Regions from separate parts of the Zea mays genome. Here region 1 is linked to region 2. A link is a contact called in public Hi-C data. All regions are on one chromosome and are shown on one strand. The core of a region is the stretch at or near the end of the contact, and the rest is flanking DNA. Distances in the headings are between cores, read along the strand shown. Region 1 holds the start of LOC100382426 (Cycloartenol synthase). Region 2 holds the start of LOC100277472.

What was found. Hi-C and Micro-C count contacts between places; a contact is called where the count stands out from the background.
Region 1: a Hi-C map of leaf shows a contact between it and region 2, with 6 times the contacts expected there. The contact joins the promoter of LOC100382426 here to the promoter of LOC100277472 in region 2. A contact is called at or near these places in 4 of 25 Hi-C or Micro-C datasets (ear, leaf, leaf mesophyll and 1 more).

What each region holds. Positions count from the first base shown.
Region 1 is chr5:80,081,127-80,088,759 of Zm-B73-REFERENCE-NAM-5.0, reverse strand. It overlaps LOC100382426 (Cycloartenol synthase), which reads left to right and starts at 5,133. Exons shown (of 18, transcript NM_001175169.1): 1 at 5,133-5,472; 2 at 6,350-6,535; 3 at 6,874-6,963; 4 at 7,037-7,231; 5 at 7,323-7,407. The coding sequence starts at 5,281.
Region 2 is chr5:79,864,998-79,871,962 of Zm-B73-REFERENCE-NAM-5.0, reverse strand. LOC100277472 reads left to right here and starts at 3,001. Exons shown (of 6, transcript NM_001151021.2): 1 at 3,001-3,375; 2 at 4,537-4,590; 3 at 4,709-4,789; 4 at 5,489-5,558; 5 at 5,659-5,747; 6 at 5,849-6,236. The coding sequence starts at 3,211. The coding sequence ends at 5,983. It overlaps LOC100273548, which reads left to right. Exons shown (of 22, transcript NM_001147966.1): 12 at 188-256; 13 at 590-643; 14 at 819-893; 15 at 1,078-1,170; 16 at 1,262-1,365; 17 at 1,460-1,508; 18 at 1,580-1,666; 19 at 1,757-1,862; 20 at 1,988-2,075; 21 at 2,169-2,262; 22 at 2,348-2,830. The coding sequence ends at 2,431.

The sequences.
Region 1 (7,633 bases), core at 3,884-6,383, 210 kb before region 2:
TACAACTTGACCCTTTGAGACTAACTGTGTGCTTGAGTTTGCTTAATTTAGTCTCAAAGAAGGTTTGAAAGGGAAAAGGTGGACTTGGACCATGCAAGACTTCCACTGCACTCCGATGAAAGAGTAACTTATTCCAAGTTCATCTTTGTACTCTTATTGCCTTTTTACTCTTAGTTGAAGATTTTGGTGAGGCAATGGGGTTAAAGGGCCAAAATTGACCCCGTTTTGGTGCTTGATGCCAAAGGGGAGAAAATAAGGCCAAAGCAAGAAATGGATCAGCTACCACTTGAGAATGTTAAAAAAATAGAGTTAGAGTTTTTGTTTGTCAAAATACTCTGGTTTGTCTCATATATGTCAAAAGTTGGTCTCTTGTGGGGAGAATAATCGATTATGGGAAATAGGGGGAGTTTTCGAAATCTTTGATCAATTTCTCTTGGAACAACTCTCTTTATGTCTCAACAAGTGTGTTTGACTTAGAGATAGGGAATTGAGTTTGATTTGCAAAAACAAACCAAGTGGTGGCAAAGAATGATCCATATATGCCAAAGTTGAATCAAAATAATCTTGAGTTCTTATTTGAATTGATTTTGCACTTGTTCTACTTGCTTTGTGTTGTGTTGGCATAAATCACCAAAAAGGGGGAGATTGAAAGGGAAATGTGCCCTTGGGCCATTTCTAAGTATTTTGGTGATTTAGTGTCCAACACAAGTGCCTAAGTGTTAAATGGTGGACAAAGTACAAATCAAGTATAAAGGTATGTTTCTAAGACTTAGTATATTGTTTTGGAGACTAATGTATTATGTCTAAGTGCTGGAAACAGGAAAAATTCAAGTTGGAATTAAAGATGGCTTTGTTCAGCCGAAGTCAGCTCAGTCTGGGTGCACCGGACTGTCCGGTGGTGCACCGGACAGTGTCCGGTGCGCCAGGCTGACTCAGGCGAACTTGCCGCTCTCGAGAAATCGTCGGCGACGTACGACTATAAATCACCGGACTGTCCGGTGGTGCACCGGACTGTCCGGTGAGCCAACAGTCAGCCGGGCCAACGGTCGGCCGCAGAATCCGCGCGCGACGCGTGGCAAGTGCCAACGGTCGGAAGGGACACCGGACTGTCCGGTGTGCACCGGACAGTGTCCGGTGCGCCAACGGCTCCAAGACTGCAACGGTCGGCTTCGCCAAATAAGGAAAGAGATCCGCACCGGACAGTGTCCGGTGGTGCACCGGACTGTCCGGTGCGCCAGGCGACAGAAGGCAAGAATTGCCTTCCTGGAATGCTCTCAACGGCTCCTAGCTGCCTTGGGGCTATAAAAGGGACCCCTAGGCGCATGGAGGAGTACACCAAGTATTCTCTAAGCATTCCTAAGCACCAAGACTTCGATTCCGCGCATTTGATTCTTTGTGATAGCAACTAGAGCTCCATTTGAGTTGTGAACTCGCCGGGTTGTGTTGTGAGCTCTTGTTGTGACTTGTGTGCATGTTGGTACTGTGATTTCGTGTCTTGTGTGCGTTGCTCATCCCTCTCTTACTCCGTGCTTCTTTGTGAACATCAAGTGTAAGGGCGAGAGGCTCCAAGTTGTGGAGATTCCTCGCAAACGGGATATAGTAAACAAAGCAAAACACCGTGGTATTCAAGTGGGTCTTTGGACCGCTTGGGAGGGGTTGATTGCAACCCTCGTCCGTTGGGACACCACAACGTGGAGTAGGCAAGTGTTGGACTTGGCCGAACCACAGGATAAACCACTGTGCCATCTCTGTGTTGATCTCCTTGTGGTCATAGTGTTGTGCAAGTTCTCCTCTCTAGCCACTTGGCTTAATTGTGCTAACTCCTAATCAAGTTTTGTGGATTAAGTTTCAAGTGTTTTACAGGATCACCTATTCACCCCCCCTCTAGGTGCTCTCACTAATATGATAGCTGATTGTTTCAAGTACTACAAAGGATGCCAAGTTTGTCAGAAATTCAGTGACTTACAATTGGTCCCCGCAACTTAATTACATCCTATCATTAAACCTTGGCCTTTCAGAGGATGGGGATTGGACTTTATAGGAGAGATTCATCCTTCGTCATCAAAAAGGCATTAGTTCGTATTAGTGGCCACCGGCTACTTTACCAAATGAATTAAAGCCGTTGCTCTGACACACATGGAGGTAACTGAGTTCATAACTGAGCATATTATTCATAGATTCGGCATTCCCCAGACTTTGACTACAGACTAGGGAGCTTCTTTTATGTCAAAGGAGGTACGTGAGTTTGCTGAATTATATAGAATTAAATTGCTCAATTCATCTCCGTACTATGCTTAGGCCAATGGGCAGGCCGAATCTAGTAATAGAACATTGATTAACCTGATAAAAAAGAAGATATATGATCATCCTAAGCATTGGCATAAGATTTTGTCTAAAGCTTTATGGGCTCATAGGATATCTAAACATCATGCTACTAAAGTATCTACGTTTGAGCTTGTCTATGGGCAGGAAGCAGTGTTGCCTGTAGAAATAAGTTTAAATGATGTTAGGTTCGTCAGGCAAAATGATCTAACTGTCGGTGATTATTATAATTCAATGATGGACAATATTGATGAAGTGGTCAACAAGAGAGTGACAGATTTAGGAGAAATACAAAAGGACAAGATCATTGTCGCTAAAGCGTACAACAAGAAGGTCAAGGCTAAATCATTCCAGGTAGGGGATCTGGTATGGAAGACCGTCTTGCCCCTAAGGGCAAAACCAGAAATTTGGGAAGTGGTCGCCAAGCTGGGAAGGCCCTTACAAGGTCATGCAGGTGGTGTCCGGTAACGCCTACTTGTTGCAAACATTACAAGGCAAAGACTTGCCCAAGGCGTTAAACGGGCAGTTCCTTAAGCAGTATCATCCTAATGTGTGGCAAGATGTTTAAGAAAACCGATATGATCACATCGAGTTAGTTGCTTTTGGTTCGCTCAGCTCCGCCAAAAGGCAGGGGCATATGTTGAGCACCAAAAAGGCCTGCCGGATGGTCCGCACTGATGGCGGACGGTCCGTGCGCGCAGAATTAGTTAGGGTTTCGAGTTTCTTGTGGGATTTGTTAGCGAGATCCGAGGATTTAGCTCAGAATACATATTGTAACGGGTCCATACCTCCCCTCTATATATACATAGAGGACTACGACCGATTAATCATCAACAATCGGATCAATACTCAGTTTATCTCTCGTTTTACTTTAGGCATTAGGAGTAGTTCTAGTTTAACCTCTCAATCCCTAAATTCTCTGCTTCTCTTCGGCTCTATGTCGATTAGAGGTGTCTAGGTCGGCCTGCTGACCCTAGACGAAGCCTAGGATCTCTCCTCCCCGACGGGGTAACTCCCGGGAGCGAGATTCAAGCGTTGCCGACGAACTCCGTCGCCCCTGCGCACGCGCGGACCGTCCGACCCGTCAGGCAGGGGACCAACCTCTGCGCTAGGTCACGAATCGTCCGGCCTCTGGCCACGGATCGTCCACGCCTCCACATAGAGCACCGCCGCCGGTTCTTAACGCCGTGATTAACGCCCGGATCGGCGCCAACAAGCATGTCAGTGCCCAACAAGATGTTCTTTCTTGATTGTTATTTGCAAGTTGATCTACATTGTTTTTGAACTCTAACAACATTCTCCTGCCTTGGGTGTTAATTGGAGTCGTTACGAAACTAAGTTGGTGAGGACACTGCTTCTCTGGTTCTCTTGTGACGAGGGATTGATAAAAGATGAGACGATCTTGGGTGTTTTTCAACTTTAGTTTAGGGTATGTTTGTTCCCTCCTACATTATATAAGTTGGATTATACTGAAAGAGTCTGAGGATAAATATCACTTTAGAACTACAAATAAGATGAAATAAACTTAAATAAGTGATATTTTACTCTACTGCCTTTTCACCATAATCCAACTGAAGTAAACAAATCAGGTCTTAATTAGGCGACCTGGGATTTTCGTATTACCCGACGAAAATCTACTCCCTCCATCTCAAATTAAGAATATAAATGGTATTCTAACTTCGTATCTTGCTCCTACGTTTTCTTTTTAAAAAACATACACAGCAATTTTTAGTCATTCAACTTTAAATCTAACTGAAATATGTAAAAAACAGTGTCATATTTATATGTCTAAATATAATATGTCATGTTTTTAAAAATATATAAAAATTTGCTCCGGGACACACATGCATGGCCGCATGTAGAGATGTAAATGGTATGGATATTATTCATCGGTATTTAATCCGATTATATCTCTAACCGCGTGGGGACAACACGATCACGAGCCACCCCTTGAAAACAACAAGGGGGCATTCGCACGGTCGCGCCTTAACGACTCTAAATTCATTTTACCTCTGTTTTTTGAACTTTGCACCGTTGCTTTTTTCTTTTTTGAAACGAAGCCCTCGCTTGCCCCTATTATGTTACAAGCACATAACAGTGTCAAGTCAGCATATAACTTTGCAGTTTGCACCAATGCCCCTCTTATTATGAGCTGTTTATAAATTTACCCCCACTTTGATATAAAAGTTTAGAGTATAAATATGACATAAATCCAACCATAAATTTAAAAATCAATTATTTCATATTCAAAATTTCAAATGATTTGAATTTAGTGAAAAATAAATTAAATTTAACATTATATTTTATCAAAAATTGAACAACATTTTAATTCTAATTTTGATAGCATTTTAGCTATAATTTGACACCATCTATTTCAAATGTTCTCAAATTGATGACAAATTATAGCTAAAATTTTGACGAATTATAATTAAAGTGTTGTTAAAATATAATGTTAAATTTAATTTTATTATCAAATTCAAAGTATTCAATTTTTTCAATTTAAAATAATTGTTTTCAAAATTATGATTGAATTTATGTCATACTTTATATTAGTTGAAGACATCTGAACACCCTAGCTAATAGTTAGATATTTTTAGTAAATTAGTTAATAGTTATCTAGCTATTGGTTAGCTAGTTAATTCCACTAGTAATTTTTTAACTAACGGACTATTAAACTATTAACTATAGTGAATTTAAACACCCGAGTGGTGAGCAGGGGTAAAAATGCAATTGTCCCGAACAACAACGACTACTGCTGCGAACTCCACTCAAATCCCAAATCAAATCAACTCCCCAGCCTGAACTGTCCTCCCTGGACTCCCCTCGCCATTCATCAACGCCCGCCACAGAGGGGGATCCCGGCCTCCCGGTGCCGGGAGCCAAGCCAAGCCACGCACCGGCCGGCCGCGGCGGATCGGAACCTTCCCCACCGCTCGCCCGCCGCATTTGAGGAGGGCGATGTGGCGCCTGCGGATCGCGGAGGGGGGCGGGGACCCCTGGCTACGCACGAAGAACGCCCACGTCGGCCGCCAGGTGTGGGAGTTCGACGCCGCCGCCGACCCCGACCCCGCCGTCGACGCCGCGCGCCGCGCCTTCGTCGCCACCAGGGGCCACCTCAAGCACAGCGCCGACCTCCTCATGCGCATCCAGGTGGGCCGCGCCTTCCTGCCGGTCGCTAGCCGCCCGTAATGCTCCTGCCTTGTGCCTTGTCCTGCCACCCCTTTCGCCCACGCGTCTGCCATTGCCCTCGCCCGCCCGCGTGCGTGTCGCCGTCTCGATTGGTCCGTCGGTGACGGATGGCGCGTTCTGCGCCCGGGCTGCGAACGACCGGCGGCGGCGGTAGTCTTACTTGCCACACATTCTCGTGGGCCCGACGACGATACGTTAATTCCCACTTGCCAATCCCTTTCAGTGAGGCCTAGTGCAGCGGTGAATATTCACCGAGACACCAAGTCACCTACATTGCCTCTCCTAGATGCGGAAAGACTTGGACCTCATTCTTGTAGTCTTGTATGGAGCCTCCCGCACGCACTGAATCTGTCCTTTTCCGATAACTAAATAAAAACTTGTGTTCATGAGACTCTTGTAGTCTTGTACAGTTTTGATGCGCGGCATGCGAGCTGGGATGGGCTGACTGGCTCTCGCAGGTTGCAGGCATGATCATCATCCTTCCTCTTGTCACGATTCCAGACTTCCTCCGTTTTCCCTCCATACAATACCGTAGGTAACTGTCGGCACGTTTTGCGATGTCTAGCTGCAGCTGTAGTATGTAAACTTGGCACGGCACATGGTTGTTGTCGGAGATAATACAGTAATTCCTTTTCACTGTCAGCGTGTTGCATTCTTCCACAGAAAAGAGAACATTTCACTGTCCGTGGAAATATTAGTACAAGCCACGAAATGGTTGAGAATCGGCACAGATTTTGGCAACTAATCTAGTCCAGTCCTGCGCCCAGTGCTTCTTTCTTGTGCAGTCTCTGTTTCTGTGAAACAATTTGAAATATCTGCTCCCGTTTACACACTGCAGTTCGCCAAAGAAAACTCGATTGAGCTTCACCTTCCAGGCATCAAGCTCGGTGAGCATGAAGATGTGACCGAGGAAGCTGTGTTGACTACATTGAAAAGGGCAATCAGCCGTTTCTCTACTCTCCAGGCACATGATGGACACTGGCCTGGGGATTATGGTGGTCCTATGTTCCTTATGCCAGGCTTGGTGCCTCTTTCAACTCTTCTTCTATAGTGATATGTTTAACTTGCTTACTTCACTTGGATATGCATTCCTACGACTAAATCTGTGCTCTGTGATTAATCTTGTGATATGTTTAAGACAAAATTGTGCTATCTTGCTTTCTTACATCTTATGCCTCATATTCTATATGAGCACAATGTTTTTTTTTTCTTGCATTCACTGTGAGTACCAATTTAGATGCCTCATGAAATAGGAACTAGCAAATTGTAGCAGGAATCTGATTTTTAGATTACATGGAAGACTTATGTTTCATGTTTCCTGGTTTACAAAACAGCTACTAATTGTGTGTACCCTTTGTCCAGATCATAACATTGTATGTGACTGGAGCACTAAACACTGTCTTGTCATTGGAACACCAGAAGGAGATCCGCCGGTATCTTTATAATCACCAGGCAAGGATCAAGTTCTAAATTTGTCAACCCTACAATGGCTGAAGGTGATCTGATTTTATCACTGCAACTGTAGAATGAAGATGGCGGCTGGGGCTTGCACATTGAGGGTCCAAGCACCATGTTCGGCTCAGCACTGACCTATGTTATTTTGAGATTGCTTGGAGAGGGACCAGATAGTGGAGATGGAGCCATGGAGAAAGGTCGAAACTGGATATTAGACCATGGTGGAGCAACATATATAACATCGTGGGGGAAGTTTTGGCTTTCGGTAGGGAATTGACTCTTATTTATTTGTTTATTAGCTGCTTCCCTTTTCTTGGATCTGCTTTAACCCCTTCTAATTACCTGGCTTATTAAAGGTACTAGGTGTATTTGAATGGTCTGGTAACAACCCGGTGCCACCAGAAGTATGGCTACTGCCATATCTCCTCCCATTTCACCCAGGTTCTGCTTTCTTTTTCTTGATGTACATAAAGCTAGTATATTATAGGTGTATATTACCAGTGTTAGCCTAAATGTTTAAACAGTTTAAACGGTCACCTACCATTTAGCTATGTATTCAGGCTAAATGGCTATTTAGATGGACTAGATGGTGATTAAACGGGATAAACGGCTGATTAAATGGACATGGTAAGCCATTGTGTAGCGTTTACACAGCGTGTACATGCGC
Region 2 (6,965 bases), core at 1,752-4,251:
TCACATTATATGTCTGTTCTTGAAATATTAGTTTACTTGAGCGAGCTGATGAACCTGGTTTGGCAAAAGAAAACAAATATTATAAGACCAGAATCTTATCCTTTCTTTTCCCTGTGACTTCATGTCTGCTCATTATTAAGTCCAACACCGGTGTTTGTTGATTATTTGTATTACATCATGTGGGCAGTATCGAAGAGCAGTTGCTAAGGCCTTGGTTGATAGGGTTGCAGATGATGCAGTCTCCACAACTAGGACGGTAAAGCCTTGAACTTTGATGTGTTTTTCCTCCTAAATTTGGTGCATGTAAACCATACTTCCAGTAAAAATTTAGGACAGCGAAAAGTTTAGGAGATGATGTAATGGTGTGGCTTTAAATAACATTAGGGGCTTTATTTTCTGCTGAGATAGAATAAATTCAAATGTTGTTTTTCCTGTATGTTTCTGGATCATGACCAGTTGAATGACTTTTTTCCCCGCCTTTCAATTTCCTGCATCCTGTAAATAAATCTACTTGTCTCATTGGGTTCATTCCATGCTTCTGTTTCTTTTCCTTGAGTCTAATTATCTATTCACTATTGAACAAATAAAGGTTCTGATGGTTGTGGGAGCAGGCCGAGGGCCTCTAGTACGAGCATCATTGCAGGTTAGCATCACTTCTCTTGAAGCTTATGAGCTTCAAAGAAAAAAAAAGGATATTGATTAATTAGCTGTCATAAGGATACAAGAGCAACACCCTCTTCGATAAACATAGTACAACTGTAACACAAGCGATTTTTTATTTCTCTCTCCAATTGAGCTAAATGATTTTGACATTGCAGGCTGCTGAAGAAACTGGTCGCAAGTTAAAAGTATATGCTGTTGAAAAAAATCCTAACGCTGTTATTACTCTTCATGTAAGTTATTGAGTAGCTGTTCTGTCTCTTATTTTATTCAGTCATGTCCATTAGGCTGGTACTAAACTAATAAAGTTCAACAATGCAATAATTGCTGATACAATCATTTTACTTGTATTGCTATCTACTGTTGCCTTGTATAACTGTTGAATTTTGATTTAATAAATTTTGGGTGCTGAAACAGAGTTTGATCAAATTGGAGGGTTGGGAAAGCCTGGTTACTGTAATTTCTAGTGACATGCGGTGTTGGGATGCCCCTGAAAAGGCAGATATTTTGGTACGGTGATATTTCTTTTTTTTGGAAATGGTCATGTTAAACCTTTCCAACCCGTTGATGTTAAAAACTCTTACATACCTACATGATTCAGGTAAGTGAATTGCTTGGGTCCTTTGGGGACAATGAACTATCTCCGGAGTGTCTGGATGGTGCTCAACGATTCTTGAAGCCTGATGGGATTTCCATTCCTTCATCGTACTGGACCTTTTCTTATACATATATTTTCTCAATTCCTGATGCCAAAAACATTTTAAATATCATTTGATTGTCTGCTTATGTTTCTTTGCAGATACACCAGCTTCATCCAACCAATAACAGCGTCAAAATTGCACGACGACGTAAGTGTCTACAAATCGCAGTTACAGCTCATGACATTTCTATAGAAACCTGAGTGCCTTAATTTCCGCAGATCAAAGCACACAAAGATATTGCACATTTTGAAACGGCATATGTTGTGAAACTACACCGCATAGCGACACTTGCACCTCCACAACAGGTGAGAGATCTGATATGCTGTGTGTGCTTCATCGGTTCTGATCAAATATATTTATGCCATGAAATTTGGTTATCACCTTTACTTGTGTAGGTTTTTACTTTCACCCATCCAAATTTCTCACCAAATGCCAGCAACCAAAGGTACACCAAGTTGCAATTTGAAATGCTGCCAGACATGGGTTCATGCCTTGTGCACGGTATGCAACCATACCCATTGTTTGGATTTTGTTATTCATATAAACTAGTACCATAGATAGATACAGAAGTTGGCCCTCACTAACGCTGGTACCCCCCCACCCCACCCCACCCATCATTTTGGCAGGATTTGCTGGCTATTTTGACTCTGTTCTTTATAAGGATGTTCATCTTGGAATCGAGCCAAACACCGCTACACCAAACATGTTCAGCTGGTACTGATATTTTGTTTACGAAAGCTGACAATACAATCTCTCAAATCTTGCCATCAGTCAATAGCTGTTATCTTCATGACGGAAAACTGTCAGGTTCCCGATCTTCTTCCCATTGAGAAAGCCCATCTACGTGCCCGAAGGGTCTCCTATAGAAGTGCACTTCTGGCGGTGCTGTGCCCCCACGAAGGTAAGCATATGTGATGACCTGTCCATTCCGGGACACTAGAATTTCTACCATATCATCCTCATCTTCCCCGTTGCTGCTGCTGCAGGTGTGGTACGAGTGGGCTGTGACTACGCCGACCCCGTCGCCGATCCACAACAGCAATGGCCGGTCCTATTGGGTTGGTCTATAATAAGGCATCAAGATCATCTTTGTGTTGTAACAGAGAGGAAAAATAACAGAGATGATATGGTTTAGTTCTATCTGAGTTGAGCAGTGTGCTTAGTGCTACTGGTTTCTGCCTGGAGAGCTGATCAAAGGATATATGTAGCGTGTTGTTATCTGATCTGAAAGGGAGTGCTTGACCCCCAACGTTGTTCTACTCGATTTTGCTAGCGTTTCAGTAGGATTTTTCTAGAATTGCAAACGTTATGCTTTCGTCAGATTCTGAAGCGTCTGCATCCTTTCCTTTTTCATCTATGTACTGTGGCTCTTGTGTGTGACTGGAAATTCGTTACCAGTTTGCTATGCTGGAACATGGAAAAGAAAAAAAAGAGATAATTATAATTGTTTCATTCAGGTAGCATTTTTTATCTTAGGGTTGGAAAAGAAACATTTTTGAAGTCTCACGATCGTTTTCGTTTTCCACGTGACTGAAGGACGCCCGTCTCCACGTAGCCTGGAAGGTTCACGAGGTTCATTGAGCCGTTGAGCGTGTAACTGCCGTGAAGGTTCCCGAAGCATCTGGAACACGTGGGCACGCCGCACGCCACTGGGCGTGTGCGCTGACCCTGACGGCACCAAAAGGAGAAAGAGGAAGCGAGCCCCCAGGAAAGCGGTCAGAATTGGAGTGCAAGCGACGCGTCGAGCCCCATCCCGTTCCCGCGCCTCGCCGAGAGATCTGCGCCGTCGTCGGCACCAATCCGTACACCCGTCAGTCCGTCCGTCGTCGGCGCCGGCGAACGAGTAGAGATGGAGGAGACGGCGGCAGCGGCACCGGCTGAGAAGGCGTCGTCGTACAGGTACTGGGTGCGGGAAGCCACCGGCGACGCCGCGCCGCTCCCCGTCCCGCGCAAGCTCGACCCCGCCGCCAATGGGAACGGGAACCCGCCGCCCCTCGGGTCCGTCTGGAATCAGGTGAGCCACGCTCCTCATCTCGTCTCATCCCATCATCTCCACCTTTCCGTCTATCCCTGTTGGATTGGAGAAGGAACCGTGTAAGTAGTTGACTAGTGGCATTGTAACAAGCTTGACGACTAAAAGGGTCACGAATTTGTGACGCCCCTTGTGTCCTCAGTGTTCGTCCGTGCGTGGAGTCTGATTGGGGAGCTGACGAATGCTAGATCTGGTCTGTATTTCAACTTCCTTTGCGATTATTATTAGTACGGCTAGCGGCAACCAAATATGATACCTTGGCACAAATGCAACTGTACAGTTTAGAGTCACCATTTGTTCGCAATTACCCCCATTTAATGCCTCATCAGCGAAAAAGCATTCCAATCGATGGAGCTTATTTTCCATGAATTTGTTGCTTGGTTGGCCGATTGCCGCAGGACTTATTGTTTCTTATTATGTTCCTGTGTTAATGTCCCGCTCCATCCTCTTCTTGTGGAACCCTGGGTGCATTCACCCTTGCTTTTGCAAGAAATGTTTCTTATCTTGGTTCAATGAGTGTTCCTGCTGCTTATTAAGATTCGATTCAGTCCACAAACAATCAGGCTGACTGCGTGCAGGCTGGGGAATATTATTATTTTTTATTCAAGACTAGATTCCCAAGCAAAAGTGTATAACCCTGACTACCCTGGAACTGGAAGCGAGAGATAGAAAAAGGACGATAGATAGGTGTATGAGTAGGGGAAATGCATGTGAAGGGTGTATATGTTTGCAACTCTGAACTAATGGGTAAAGTGTCTGATATGTTTAAACTAGTTGGTACGAGCTTTTTTATTCTAAATGATTTAACGCCACATGAATTCATTTTACCCCTACATTGGTTTATTTATGTTCGCGATGAGTGGTCTTATGACATTGCTCCTATCTTGTAATATGAATATATGATAAGTTAAGCTGTTGCTTCTCTGAAGTTGATAGGAAGAAATGACAGGAACAGCTTCGTATCGCCGGAGCCGTGACTAAATGTCTATGCTTAATTTTGCTCAAAACGCTGATCCATATGACCATATCATTTATTATGAATCTTGCAGCTTTGGACAGAATGAATCTTCCTGTACATGTCTTCAAATTTATGGATATTCTTCCTACTCTAAAATCTCCTGATGCTTTGTTGGCTCGTTGCAGGCTGGAACTTGGGAGGAAAAGAACCTCAACTCATGGGCTAATAGTAGGATAAAGGTGAATATTTTATTAACCAGTTGTTGGCAACAAATACTTGGCTTATGACACTCCTAGTACAATGGTGTTTCTGTTTGTAAAAAATTCTCTGACATTTGCTGGCTACTTTGTGCTACAGGATTTGCTGGGCTCTCTAGGTTCATTGAAGTTCCCTACAGGGAATGCATCCGTTGATGAAGTGTCCAAGTGCTCAGGCGATGTAAGTATATTTTTAACAAAACCATTCGATCCTATTATTCCATCATCAATTTGTGCTTGAAAGAAACAGTCTGATTATTCGTTTTGCTTCCTTGCCATTGTACACATGATGCGATTGATTTCTCTTGACATCAGCCTTATGTAATATGAAACTGTTTGTCTAACTCTAACCTGACAGCTGAATGACACGTACTACAGCATAACACAGTAGTCTCTAGATTGATCTATGTTTTGGGAACCTGTGCTGGATTTAAGTGTATAAATAAATATAATAATGATATTAGGCAGCAGGCAGTGTAAAACCAGTGAAGAATTCACATGCACTTCGCTTAGCTCGGTGTCCATTCCTCCACCTGGGCTACTCAAGAAGTTGTGCCCAGTGAAGAAAACTTGATTGCACCTGCCTCCTTGTTTGCTGCAACCTAGAAGTATATTGGTAAGGTTCTGTCAATAGTTGTGAGCATCGTCTGAAAAAGAACAATGCGACTAAACAAATGAACAAAATGTTTTGAACTGAAAATTCTTCAAGGCATGTTCGCACATAACAGCCGAGTAACTACAGTATTTGTGACACACTACCGTGGATGGAATCTGCTTGGGTGCCTTGCCTTGTGCAAGCCATTTGTTTCTTTGAAGTGTCTCTGTGGTTCTGTACTGTGACAATTTAACTTCTGAATATAAACCATTGGTTCCTTTGCAGGCCTTTCAGGTCACTGTCCGCAACAAGAAGAGAGTAGGATATAACTACGAACTAAGCTTGAGATTTAAAGGTAGACATCACCACACATCATGTCACTCACTCAAACACCGTCTCCTTAAAGCCCTTTTTATTGCTATTACTGCAGCGTAACTAACGGTAGCGCTTACCAGGTGAATGGTTAGTTAAAGAAGAAAACAAGAAGATCAAAGGACACTTAGACATTCCCGAGTTCTCGTTCGGTGAGATCGATGACCTGGAGGTAAAGCTGCCACACTATCATGTACCACCACTGTTTCCAACATAATGCTGGATGGCATAACATCCATGGCGAATTTTGTCATGTGCCACCACTGGTTTCAGGTGCAAGTAAGGTTCAGTGACGACAAGGGCCTCGCATCCGACGACAAGGCACGGATCTGCAAGGATCTCAAGTCCTTTATGGCCCCGATTCAGGAGAAAATGCGCGTGTTCGAAGAAGAGCTCAAGGGTAGATAGCGAGCATTAGCGAGAATCGGCAGTGCTAGGTGGGCGCTGCCGTGCCCGTGCTGGAATGATGAGTAAAACATGTTGACGTCTTGTGGTGTCTCCACGTTCTAAAGTCGTCTTCGGATGACTGGGACTGTCTGTGTACTGATGCTATGCACTTCCGGAGATGAGTATGTACGGTTACGAACTGCCTAAACCGTCTCTTCGTCCTAATCATTTTCGGGATATGATGGTAGTAGAGAGATTTAGGGCTTGTTTGGTTCCTAATTTGTTTTTATCTAAGGTTAGTTCTTTAATTTGGTCGACTAACCTTAGACAAGTTATGAATAGTGGTAATGAATCACGATCTAAATGCTTCTTCATAATGAGTTAGGAACTTTAATTAATTTTAGTTTGACTAAGGTTCAAATTTGATTCGATTCTTCCATTTTATAATAATATAAAATTAGAGCCCATTACCTCACCTCTAGACAGTTAGTTAGTCGAGAACTAAACACCTCACCTCTAAGCCTAGTACAGTTAGTCGAGAACTAAACATGCCCTTGATATATTTAAACGTGAATGCTATGGATATAGGTCGAATCTTGATCTAGAATTCTGGATAAATCTGGCATACCTTGGGTCTGTCCTGACCTCTTCTCATCTCATGGTTCACCTCGGCCACAAACCTTGCAATCACCACTTCTCTCACCGTCAAGCAGTCTCCGTCAAAGCCAATCAAACCATCATTTCACCCCCTCCATATATTTTTTTTCTTCTCACAGCTTTTCACCCTTGCACCACAGAGTGACAGAGATATCACAATGCTATATTCGCATAAACCAATCTTCCAAATCCTAGCAATTTTTCCACATCGATTCAAGGCAGCTCTTCCGTGACATTTTTGGACTATGCTATGGCCTAACTAGGAATGATAATAGATCACGATACACATGTTTCTTCACAATAAATTAGGACACTTAATAAATTTTAGTTAAAAAATAATAGAAAT